Linked DNA regions of Ovis aries: region 1 is linked to region 2. A link is a contact called in public Hi-C data. All regions are on one chromosome and are shown on one strand. Each heading gives the region's core, a stretch centred on a gene start, on an enhancer-like site or on the middle of the called end of the contact. The rest is flanking DNA. Distances are from core to core; before and after follow the strand shown.

What was found. Hi-C and Micro-C count contacts between places; a contact is called where the count stands out from the background.
Region 1: a contact with region 2 is called in a Hi-C map of hypothalamus, with 3 times the contacts expected there. The contact joins the enhancer-like site here to the promoter of KLHL24 in region 2. A contact is called at or near these places in 4 of 16 Hi-C or Micro-C datasets (blood, hypothalamus, muscle and 1 more).

What each region holds. Positions count from the first base shown.
Region 1 is chr1:204,394,549-204,400,313 of ARS-UI_Ramb_v3.0, reverse strand. It overlaps KLHL6 (kelch like family member 6), which reads right to left. Exons shown (of 8, transcript XM_004003107.6): 6 at 4,822-5,035; 7 at 1-3,586. The coding sequence ends at 3,285. Among named protein-coding and RNA genes, the nearest start is that of MCF2L2, 47 kb to the left of the region's middle. Within about 2 kb of position 3,258, at least 46 of the 54 cell types and tissues checked have an H3K27ac peak or open chromatin away from gene starts, as enhancers often do. A contact at or near this core is called in hypothalamus, muscle and tail adipose tissue, where this site is marked.
Region 2 is chr1:204,277,269-204,282,905 of ARS-UI_Ramb_v3.0, reverse strand. KLHL24 (kelch like family member 24) reads left to right here and starts at 3,170. Exons shown (of 9, transcript XM_042233885.2): 1 at 3,170-3,306; 2 at 3,807-3,897.

The sequences.
Region 1 (5,765 bases), core at 2,009-4,508, 120 kb before region 2:
TACTGAGTATTTTTCTTTTTCAAAATCAAGTAGGATAAGTAAATAACAGTACCTCAAGGACTTTCATAAATAGCAAAGCTCTATTTTCACAGCTATAAGCAAAATATTTGCACTTCCCTGAGAGCACAGCTTCTTTGAGTTCAAGAGCTCTGTGTGTGTGTGGGTGTGGGTGTTTCCTGAGGCCAATGCATGTAGAATGTGATGAAAGCTAAGAAGAGAATATTAATCTGTTGATGTTTGGGTGAGCTTAGCTCCCTACCCATTTCAGATCAGCCTTGGCAATTGGGGCCCTTTAACCTCTCTGACAGATTCTACCTCATCAGAGCCTCTAGGCCTCTCTCTCTTGGTCCAGCAAGATAAAGAGACCTAGCCAAGCAGCCCAGAGGCCCCACAGCAAACAGGTCTTACTGCTAGTCCTGCTCTAACTTTGCCTCACTTCTAAGCAGTGGGTTCCTTATGCTCCTCTCCCCCTTCTTGAGAATGGAGTCATGCTCCCAAACTCCAGGGCCCCTGGCATCATTTTCTAGACTTGTGTCCAAACCTGACTTCCTCCTCCTCCTACCTCATCCTCCTCCTTCCAGTCAAGGGTTCTCTATCCACTCATGGGACCTGACTCAAGATCCAGTAGGCTGTGCCAGGACATTCTGTCTGAATCCTAGGGCCTTCTGTGTCTGACTCACCTAGCACCAACCTGCCTCGTCCCCCTGCTGGCAGTATGGCTTATGACAGTTAATTTCCTGTGAACTAGGTTTTTGTTTTTTCATCTAAGAACGGAAATTAGATTTTAAGAGCTTCCATCCCTAGCAAGGGCCTAGAAATTTAAATCCTGATGATACAGAGTTTCCCCAAAATGACCTGAACTTTTTTTATATCCCTAAAAGTTACAGACTGACAGCTTCAAGTGTGGAAATCCGGATCTTCTTAGTAGGTGTATCTGTCTGCCAACCCATTATTGACAGCCAGGTTTATAACACAGAGATCCTAAATCCTCAGTTTCCCAGCATAAGTTTGACCTGTTGAAAATTTGGGCTCAAAATTTGCCAATTGCTCTCATCAAAGCACAACCAGGACAAGGAACACATTCTTTCTGAGGGGAGGCTCTCTGTGTTGCCCATGATGCTGTCATTGAACTTTGAAATTTCTTCCTGAAATTGTCTTTGAAATACAACTGATTCCTCCCAGAGCTCATAAGTGGTTTCTGAAGGTAATCCCAAGGAAAGACAAACATGTAAACAATGGCTGCATCATTGATCTAAGAGCACAGCTTCCCAAGGAGATCACTTGGACAGGCAAGAAAGACCTGAATGCAACCTCATAACTTCATGTACATCTCCTTTTCTCTAGCTTGATGAAAAGAAAAATTATAATATTGACAAGTGGCCCATTTACCTGCTTATTGAATGTTTCTAGAGTGGAAATTTGTCTTGCTTTTTGGAGTCCCCAAGGCTTGCCAAACATAACAATTTCAGGAATGTTTGCTGAATTGAAGTAGTTTAAATGGTTTCAGTTGAGAGCTTCATTAAGGTTATCAGTATTCATGGGTAAATGAGGTATGCGTTCTAAATTTCCACAAATATGTTTGTATTTTCCCACCTCAACTTTCACAGCAGGGAGCTAAAGTGTCAGACCTGACTCTAAGACACAGAGCTTCTCAGACATCAACATGCATTTATATTTATCCTCAATGATCTATGCATAAATAGAATTTTCAGTTGTAATTTTCCGAGTCTGTTTTATCTGCTTTGAGCTGTAGCTTCTTCTAACCAAACTTTTCTATGAAAGTTAAATTCACTATCAACTCTAATACCTCTGTCTTCCCAAACTGCTGATGTACAAGCACAAAATGGCACATCTGACATGAAATAAAACTCTATAAAGAGATTTGAAATCATATGATGAAAATAAAGGGCATTAGGTAATGTAGTTACTATGTTGTTACCATTATTGTTGCTTTTTAAGTACAGCATCTGAAATAGGATATCTTAATCTGTTTCCCCAACTCCGGGATTAGAATGAATTTCCAGTGAGCTCATTTGAAAGCTCTATCTCTGACAGTAAAGAACAGACTCTGTTCTTTAAGTCAAAACTGCGCCAACCTGATCCAAAAACCAAATAGGAGGGATTAAAAGGATCCTGAAAATGAAGCTTCCAAGCAGGTGGAGTCACAGGGACATGGACCCAAATCACTGTCTAAAAATTAGAATGTATACTGTCAAGAAGAGCCAGTCCTTCCTCAGAGGCCAGCAGTGTAAGAATGTTTACATAAAACAAACAAACAAGAAACAAAACAGTATTCTGACTCTCTGGAAAAATCTTTTCTACATTTTAATACAACTGTTGGACATTAAAAGGCTAGGGCACTGGGCTGTGCTGAAGGTACAATTCTGTCCGGCAGTGACAGTTCCAGGCTACAGTGGGCCTCCTGTGATCATAAAAGATAGAGGTTTTTGATGAGGAAGACAAAAGTTTTTTATATGTTCCAGAGCAAGCAGGTCTTCCCAGACCCATCTCCCCAGAACTGTCAGATGGAACAACCTATGATACACTCTTGACAACAGGCCCAAGGTTACCACACCAAAGATCCCATGTGGTTTAAATATAAGGAAAAGAAGAAGAAAGAAGAAGAAAAAACCCTTTTTCCCCTGCTTTGCTGAGTGAATCCTCCAGCTAACCTGTCAGACCAAAAGATGAGCTGTTTCGCTTTGTGTTTTCCTGCTCTGGGATAGACGGCCAGACAGAACCTACGCTGACTTCGAGATGGAAAGACCTGGGTTTAAACTACTGGTTTAGCTACTTAGAATCTGACTGACCTAGGCCAAGCACTTAGCCTCTCTTAAGCTCAGTTTCCTCACCTGTCAAATGGGAGTTTTAATATCCAGTAATCAGGTCATTAGGACAGTAAAAAGCATTGGTGTACAAAAGCGCCTGGTATAGAACCTGGCAGGGGCAGGTGTATCTTACATGTTAAGTGAAGTCGCTCAGTCGTGTCCGACTCTTTGCAACCCCATGGACTAGGCTCCTTCGTCCATGGAATTTTCCAGGCAAGAGTACTGGAGTGGGTTGCCATTTCCTTCTCCATGTTAAGTACTCTTCTTTCCTCCTGAGGTAGGTCTCGCAAACATTCCTGGCTGGTCGCGTGTCCCAAAGCTGTGACTTCCGAGGAGCCTCCAGGGGGCGCCGCGGTGAGCCTCCGGTCCAGCCCCGCTGGTGTCCGAAGCAGGATCGAGGGGCAGGGCTGAGGGAGGCGGGCTCTCCGCGTGACTCCGCCCTCGGCGCACCCGGGATCAGACCGACACAGCTCCAGGCACGATCCTCCGAATATGGGTGTACGACTTCCTGATGGTGACGCTGCCATGGTGGGACACTCCCCGGGGCAGGACGCATTCCTCCGTCAGTTTCTGGGCCTCGGGGTCCCAGCACAGCACCGTGGCGATGACCTCGTTCTTCTCGTCTCGCCCCCCAGTGATGTAGAGCCGGTTGTTGCAGGGCGCGATGCCGCAGCTGGCCCTCTCGTGGCTGAGCTGGGTCACCAGGCACCAGCTGTCCTCCAGGGGGCTGTAGGCGTACAGCGCTCTCATGGCCCCTCCTGAAGAGGAAACACCGTGAGCGTTTCACTGTTTTTCTGGTTTTCTTCCCCATTAACTACTAAACTACTACTGGTTAGGTCAAGTCTACCACCTTGCCAAAAGAAAGCAAATCCATGGCTCTCAAGAAAGCCAGAATGGGTAACTAGGGGCGGGAAGTCTCATGCTGGAAATAGGTCACAGCCCTTGAAACTTTGCAGCCGGGTGCTAATCAGGTTCTAAAGGACGCCTGACTTCCCGTGACTGCTAAAATGTACCCTAAGACTGCTTCCTGGAGGAAATACCAGGTGGTGCATCAGGCAGGCCTGGCGCATAAACCCGGCTCTGCCACTTCGGGATCTGTAACCAGGAACACCAAGACCATGGTGGTTATGAGAAAACAGAGGGATCAGGCACATAAAGCACCTGGCGGAAAGCCTGGTACATAGAAGTATTGATATACATGACAGTGACTAAAAGTGGGGGCATCTCTAAACTGAGCATGACGGGGAACACCAGCTCTAGTAACCCATCTTGAGATCAGACCTTTGAGGCAGAGTCATGAGTCTGACCAGAAAAGCACAGGAAACCTGAAGCAAGGGAGAAAAGGGATTTTTGCCTTAATCTGTTCCCATATTTTGCATTCAGGAAGCCTTCTCTGGTTAGCGCTTACTTGCTGAAGTTATTTATTTTTGTTATTTCCTTAATCAGTAGTTCTCAACCCTGGCTGTACTTTAAAATCACCTTCACGTTAAAAACACCTGGCACTGTGGCCAGTATCCTCCTCATTCTGACATTGGTCTGGACAAGCCCCAGGTACCCATGTTTTTGTAAAAAACTCCATAATGAGTAGTCAGGGTTGAGATCTATCATCCTTAACAATTACATGCCCACTGTGGTCTGGCTGGTCAGGCTCTCCTTCCTGCTAAATGCAACCTTTTAGAGCCCTCAAGCAAGTGGGAGAATAAAATTCCCATGAACACAAGGTAAGAAATAATGGTAGCTGCCATTTACTGGGCACTTATACTGTGCATATTCAATTTCTGTGCAATTGCTAATGCTTACAACACACTTTGTTCCCATAGCAACTTCTGGCTTTCCCCTTCCCAGGGCCCCATTGTCTATCTGCTCTGCCTGTCTCCTAAATGTGGGCTATTTCTGTCTCCGGGACTGAAAGATAAATTCCACCAAGGCCTGGACCAATCCCATCTTCTTTTCCTTTTCAGCCCCACCCACATCATGCCATTTGCTCACTTACCAACTACATAGATACGGTCCCGGAAACTCACTGCATTGATGCATTTAGCCTCTACTGGCATGGCCGACTTTAAATTCCATTTATTGGTTGAAGGATCGTAACACTGAGTCTTGTCCGTCGCCAGTTTCCCATTGGGTCCTCCCCCAATCACATAGAGCTTCTTCTTATGACTGGTAGCTGCGAAGGAACTGACGTGGATCAGGAGGGGCGCAGCCTGCAGGGGCACAGGGGCACCAGGAGAAGCTCTCAGTCACACTGCCCAGATTGTTGCGGTGGTTCACAGGACACAGGCCAGGAGTCAGGGAACACAAGGCCAAGCATCCTTAGCCTAAAATCACAAGGCCTGTGGGCTTGACTCCCTTGAGATACAGAGAAGATCAAAGCATACATTTCCCACCCTCCCTCCTGGCTCTGGTTTCTAGTCTATTTCTCCCTGAGAGTCCAGCTCTCAGCGGAGGTGGGGTGTAGACAGTAATAAGTGTATACGAGATGAAACCAGCCCATGTTGGAGGAGATTGCTTTCTCAAAAATGTATATTCATATTTATTCATGTGCTCCTTCATTCAAAAAATATTTACTGAGTGCCTACTATGTCCCAGGCATTGTCCTTAGCACTTATAGTTAGGAAGAATTGCTGGTATAAGGGTTCCAGGTGTTATCTATAGGCAGATCTCCAGAGCTGGTTCATTTTACATAATTGAAACTTTATGCCCATTGATGAACAAAGCTTTGCCTTTTCTTGAGTATGATATGTACCTGAGATTGTATTGCTAAAGTCTTATATGAAGACGTACACATGGTTCATCATTATAGGCACATGAATAAGGGCTGACCAGATGACTCTGGGTTTCAACAGTGTAGTCAAGGGATCCCTGTGTGCCCAGGGTGGAGAAGTCAAGGGCAGATGGTGTCCTAGGAGGCAGAAGTTCTAGACCAAGACATAC
Region 2 (5,637 bases), core at 1,921-4,420:
CGCTGCGCAAATCAGTTCAAGTGGATCCCAAGTGGTCTGGAGGCACTTTTTTTCCCCTCTCAAGTCCCCTTAACCTAAGAAGTAGAGATCAATCCTCCAGTTAACAGATACATACTGAACATCTACTAGGTATCAGTTCAGTTCAGTTCATTTCAGTCGTGTCTGACTCTTTGTGACCCCATGAATCGCAGCACGCCAGGCCTCCCTGTCCATTACCAATTCCCGGAGTTCACTCAGACTCACGTCCATCAAGTCAGTGATGCCATCCAGCCATCTCATCCTCTGTGGTCCCCTTCTCCTCCTGCTCCCAATCCCTCCCAGCATCAGGGTCTTTTCCAATGACTCAACTCTTCACATGAGGTGGCCAAAGTACTGGAGTTTCAGCGTTAGCATCATTCCTTCCAAAGAAATCCCAGGGCTGATCTCCTTCAGAATGGACTGGTTGGATCTCCTTGCAGTCCAAGGGACTCTCAAGAGTCTTCTCCAACACCACAGTTCAAAAGCATCAATTCCTCGGCACTCAGCTTTCTTCACAGTCCAACTCTCACATCCATACATGACCACAGGAAAAACCTTGACTAGACAGACCTTAGTCGGCAAAGTAATGTCTCTGCTTTTGAATATGCTATCTAGGTTGGTCCAAAAAATAAAGTCTGACACTAGGTATACTACAACAGAAAATGAATAAGCCATCATCCCTGACTTCAGGAATTTGAGAGAGTACTCAGTTGGGAAAGGCATGTAAATATAGTTGACCCTTAAACAACAAGGGTTTGAATTGCATAGATCCATTTATATGCAGTTTTTTTTTGTTTTTTTTTGTTTTTTTTTGCAGTGGTAAATACTGCAGTACAACACCATCCAGGGTTGGTTGAATCTGTGGATATGTAAGCAGGGATACGGATAACAGAGCTGTGTGGAGGGCTGACTATAAGCAGTACACAGATTTTCAGGTGCACAGAGAACGAGAGCCCCTAACTCCTGCATTAGGGTGATGTCAAACAATCAGTATGATAATTGCTGGGAAGGAAGTAAGGACCAGCGGCTGTGGGAAGACAAGGGGAGATATTTATCCCAAAGAGCAATGAGGAGGAATGCAGGGTTTCCAAGAGAGAGAACCCACACGCTAACTCCTGGGAGGAAAAGCAGGAGCTAGCCTAGTAAAGGGAGTGAAAGAGAGGAGAGAGTATAAGAGGCCTAGGGAGCAGGATACAGATGGGAATGGTCTGGAGACAGACAGCAAGAGCTCTTTGGGCAAGAGTCCTATGGGAAGTTCACTGAGGCTGGTGTTCAGGCTGTGAAGTGGGGCCTCAAGGTACATCAAGAAGAACCCTAAATGCAGCTTAGAAGGAAACCCAATAAATGCTAGGTAATTTCATTTTTAATAACAGATGGAAAAGAGGACTAAAAATAATGTTTAAAAGGCCTGGATACAAGCCTTCTATATTACCAATATTTACACCTCCAATCACTGGAAGATGCATGTCCCTTATTTCATAAAGGCTTGACTTTATTCCTAAAGAAGGAAGAGAAAGAAAGTGAAAATTGCTTTGTCCTGTCCGTCTCTTTGCAACCCCAAGGACTATAGTCAATGGAATTCTCCAGGCCAGAATACTGGAGTGGGTAGCTGTTCCCTTCTCCAGGGGATCTTCCCAACCCAGGGATCAAACCCAGGTCTCCTGCACTGCAGGAGGATTCTTGACCATCTGAGCTGCAAGGGAAGCCCAAGAGTACTGGAGTGGGTAGCCTATCCCTTCTCCAGCGGATCTTCCTGACACAGGAATCAAACCGGATCTCCTGAATTGCAGGCAGACTCTTTACCAACTGAGCCATCAGGGAAGCCCTTAGGGAGAGAGAGAAGTTGTAATTCTGATATCAGAAACCAAAAACTAGTTAAATGTTCAAAAATTTGGAAAAAAAAAAAACCTGCAGAAACAAAAAGAGAAAATAATGTCTTTTGGAGCACCTGCTTTAGAAAACAGGGATTTGTGATAACTTTGATTTGCACATGAGTTTAAAATAAAAATGTAATCTTTGCCAACAAAGGTCAGTATAGTCAAAGCTATGGTTTTTCCAGTAGTCATCTACACAACGTGAACGCTGGAGCATAAAGAAGGCTATTGTTGTTGTTTAGTCACTCAGTCGTGTCTGGCTCTTTGCGACCCCCATGGACTGCAGCAGGCCAGGCTTCCCTGTCCTTCACTATCTCCCAGAGTTTGCTCAAACTTATGTCCATTGAGTCAATGATGCCATCCAATGATCTCATCCTCTGTTGCCCCCTTCTCCTCCTGCCCTCAGTCTTTCCCAGCATCAGGTTTTTTGATGGTGGTGCTGAAATTGTGGTGCTGGAGAAGAGTCCCTTGGACAGCAAGGAAATCAAACCAATCATAAAGGAAATCAATCCTGAATATTCATTGAAAGGACTGATGCTGAAGCTCCAATACTTTGACCACCTGTTGGGAAGAGCAGACTCACTGGAAAAGACCCTATGCCTTGAAAGACTGAAGGCAAAAGGAGAAGAGGGCAGCAGAGGATAAGATGGTTTGATAGCATTACCAACTCAATGGACATGAATTTGAGCAAACTCCGGAGAGATAGTGGAGGACAAAGCCTGGGATGCTGCTGTCCATGAGGTCGCAGAGTCAAACATAACTTAAAGACTAAACAACAACCTCCCAGGATGACACAGGGGCCAGTAACAGATTTAAAGAGAAATCTGGTTTCCCTGCTATGTCTAGCTACGGGGGTTCTAGTCCCTTTCACTTCTCAGGTCCTCATATTTCCCGATTGTATACCAAAGGGTCAAATGAAAAGATCTCTGAGCCTAGTCCCTCAAAATTTAGGGTTCTGAACATTCTTGGTTATGAGCTTTTGCCTTGGGACGTGGCAATAAATACCTGACTGAGTTTCCCACAAGTCTCCTAAGACGTATGTATTTCCTTAACCTATATCTACCTAAAACTGTTTCTGAATCAGCAGCCCTCGGATCGGATCTTGTTAAGCCTCGTACCCGACACCCGAACTATAGTAGGAAATCCTAGAAGCCGAGCGGCCACCCCGGAACGGGGACTACAACTCCCAGGGTGCCCCGGGACGGGGGCGCCCCCTCGGATTGGCCAGAGGTGCGTGACGCTCAGTGTTTTGGCCTGGGCGGTCACATGTTTCCTTTGTTGTGAGCTGTGGAAGGGCTGGTGGCTCCAGGAGACGCCGGCGTTGGAGAGGGTGCTGCGCCGCCGGCTGCTAAGGGACCGCGGGGGCCGCCGCTGTTGGCCACTGCTGCTGGCCTCTTCCAGCCTTCGCCGAGAGGTACCCGGGGATGACAGATCCGGGACTGACCGAAAGGCGAGGAACCGGCCAGAGCCGGGGGCGGAGGGACGGCCCAGGTCATGCCTACGGGGGTGTCTGCAAGAGGGAAGCCAACGGCCGCCGGCCTCTCGAAGCCAGAGAAGGAGGGTCTGAGGAGAGATCGCGGCTGGGACTGCAGGGCCCTTCTCTGGGGCGAGGGCGGGGGGGGGGGGTGCTCTCTGGGAATCTCCTGGGGGTCGTCAGCCCCGGTTCCGTAACGACATTCTGAAAGGAAGAGCACTGAAAGGCTGGCATTACCGCCCCGGAACCGCGACGCTGCTGGCGCGCCCGCCGGGGGCGGGTTGGGAGGGGCATGGCCTCTGGGGCGGGGGGTAGCAGGTGCGGGTCAGTCACCCCGCCGCCTGCGGGACTAGGAGCAGCTGGCGGACAGGACCAGGGGAGAGGGGTCTCGCATGTTGAGGATGGGCTTCGAACGGAGCGCTGCTCTTCTTTAACCGAAGGAAGCGCTGAGAATGCAGATTCTGAAATCAAGACTTCGCGTTTGGTGGGGGCGACAGTTTGTTCCAGACTGGGAGGACTGACGGGGTCAAGGTGGGTCCCAGGGCTGGGGGCCAGAGAAGTCCTATTAAAGCGGTTGCGAAACGTGCTCGGCGCCGTCACCTGACCGTTACCCCCGCCCCCACGGCCCGGGAGCCTTTGTTTACCACTGCTTGCCGCGAGGCCCGCGCCGGGATCCGGGCCCTGGAACGACAGCCCGGCGGGAGCCGAGGCAGGCGGGGGAGTGGGGGAGCCGCTGACGGGAGTCCCCGCCTAACCTCGCCTCCTTCCCACCACTCCAGGCTTTGGTTTCTTAATTTAGTTCGTAACGGCCCCGCCCCCAGGCTCTGGACTCTCGGAGCAGACTGTTAAGGCCGCGAGGATTGGGGCCCTGCGGGTGCTTGAGGGCGGGACTATGGGGCGGCTTCCGTGTGTTTATTGGCGGGTGTCTTGTCGCTGGGTGGACGTGCCCAGGCCGTTATTCCCCGCCCCGCTGAAGGTGATCTGGAGGACACGCGGGAGCGCGCGCTTGCTTCTTCGGCGGCTGAGGCCCGAGCGGAGCCGCCGGCGGCGCGCGCTTCCGCGCCGGAGCCTACTGGCGCGAGCACCAGCTGCCCCGCCGTAGTTGGGTGGCCGCCCCGGCTTCTGTCTGAGCTTGTAGGCAGTTCTGGGGCCCGCGGAGGACCGGATAATTAACCTTTAACTCGGTCCCCTAGTCCGCCCAGATGGTGGAAAGAGCCCTCAGGCGAATTAGTGTTTCCCTGTTCTGCAAACTAGGTGTAAATGGCGCTTCCCTGGTGGCTCAGACCGTAAGGAATCCGCCTGCAACGCGGGAGACCTGGATTCGATTCTTGGGTTGGGAAGATCCCCTGGAGAAGGGACCGGCTGCCCATTCCAGTATTCAGGCCTGAGGCCTGGCAGGCTACAGTCCATGGGGTCTCAAAGAGTCCAGCACGGCTGAACGACTTTCACAGCACCCTAACCCCACGTTTTAGAGTGCCTCACAGTCAACCCCTAAGGCAGATTGACTCTTCTTCAGTTAATTTTAGTGGAGTTTAATGATTAATCATTTGCTCTCTTGAATAGCTTTTTAAAAATCGTGTCTTAGTATTTGCAGCTAAGACCGTTTAGGCCCACTAGCGAGGCTGGTTTTTGTTAAGTACGGGAAATAGATTAAAAATCTGCCTCCTGTCACCTAAAATGTGAAATTAGAATTCTGTTTTTTTAAAAAGATAGCTTTGTATGGCTGAGTCCTTTCTCTGTTCACCTGAAACTACCACAACTTTTTGTCTATCGTCTGTACCCCAGTACAAAATAGAGAGTTTAAAATTTGAAAAAAAGATAGCTTGATGATATCCTCCCACCACCCCCTCCAGAAAGTGAATTCTGTATCCGTGTTTAGATGAGTTGTTTGCGGAAACAAACATCATAGCTGACTCTTATATGATGACAGTTATAAAATCTACAAAAACAATTGTTTTAGCCACAGTGTGTTGAAGATGCGGTTTTCCTAATCTGATTTAATAGGATACTAGGGTTTTATCAGGTTTTTTTTTTTCCTATAAATCTGTAGGAATTCACCCAAGAAAGTACATTTCTGTAGAAAGTAGATTGAGCTCCTTGGGTGAAGAAAGAATTGCATTTGAATAGTTCTCCTTGGTTATGCATTCTTAATTTATTTTTAAAATTCAAGTTGGAATGACTACACCAAAAGGAGCAGCCTCTGTGATCCTGAACTGCCTCATCGCTTGTGCATTGAAGGCATTTAACATTTCTAAATAAGTACAAGATGCA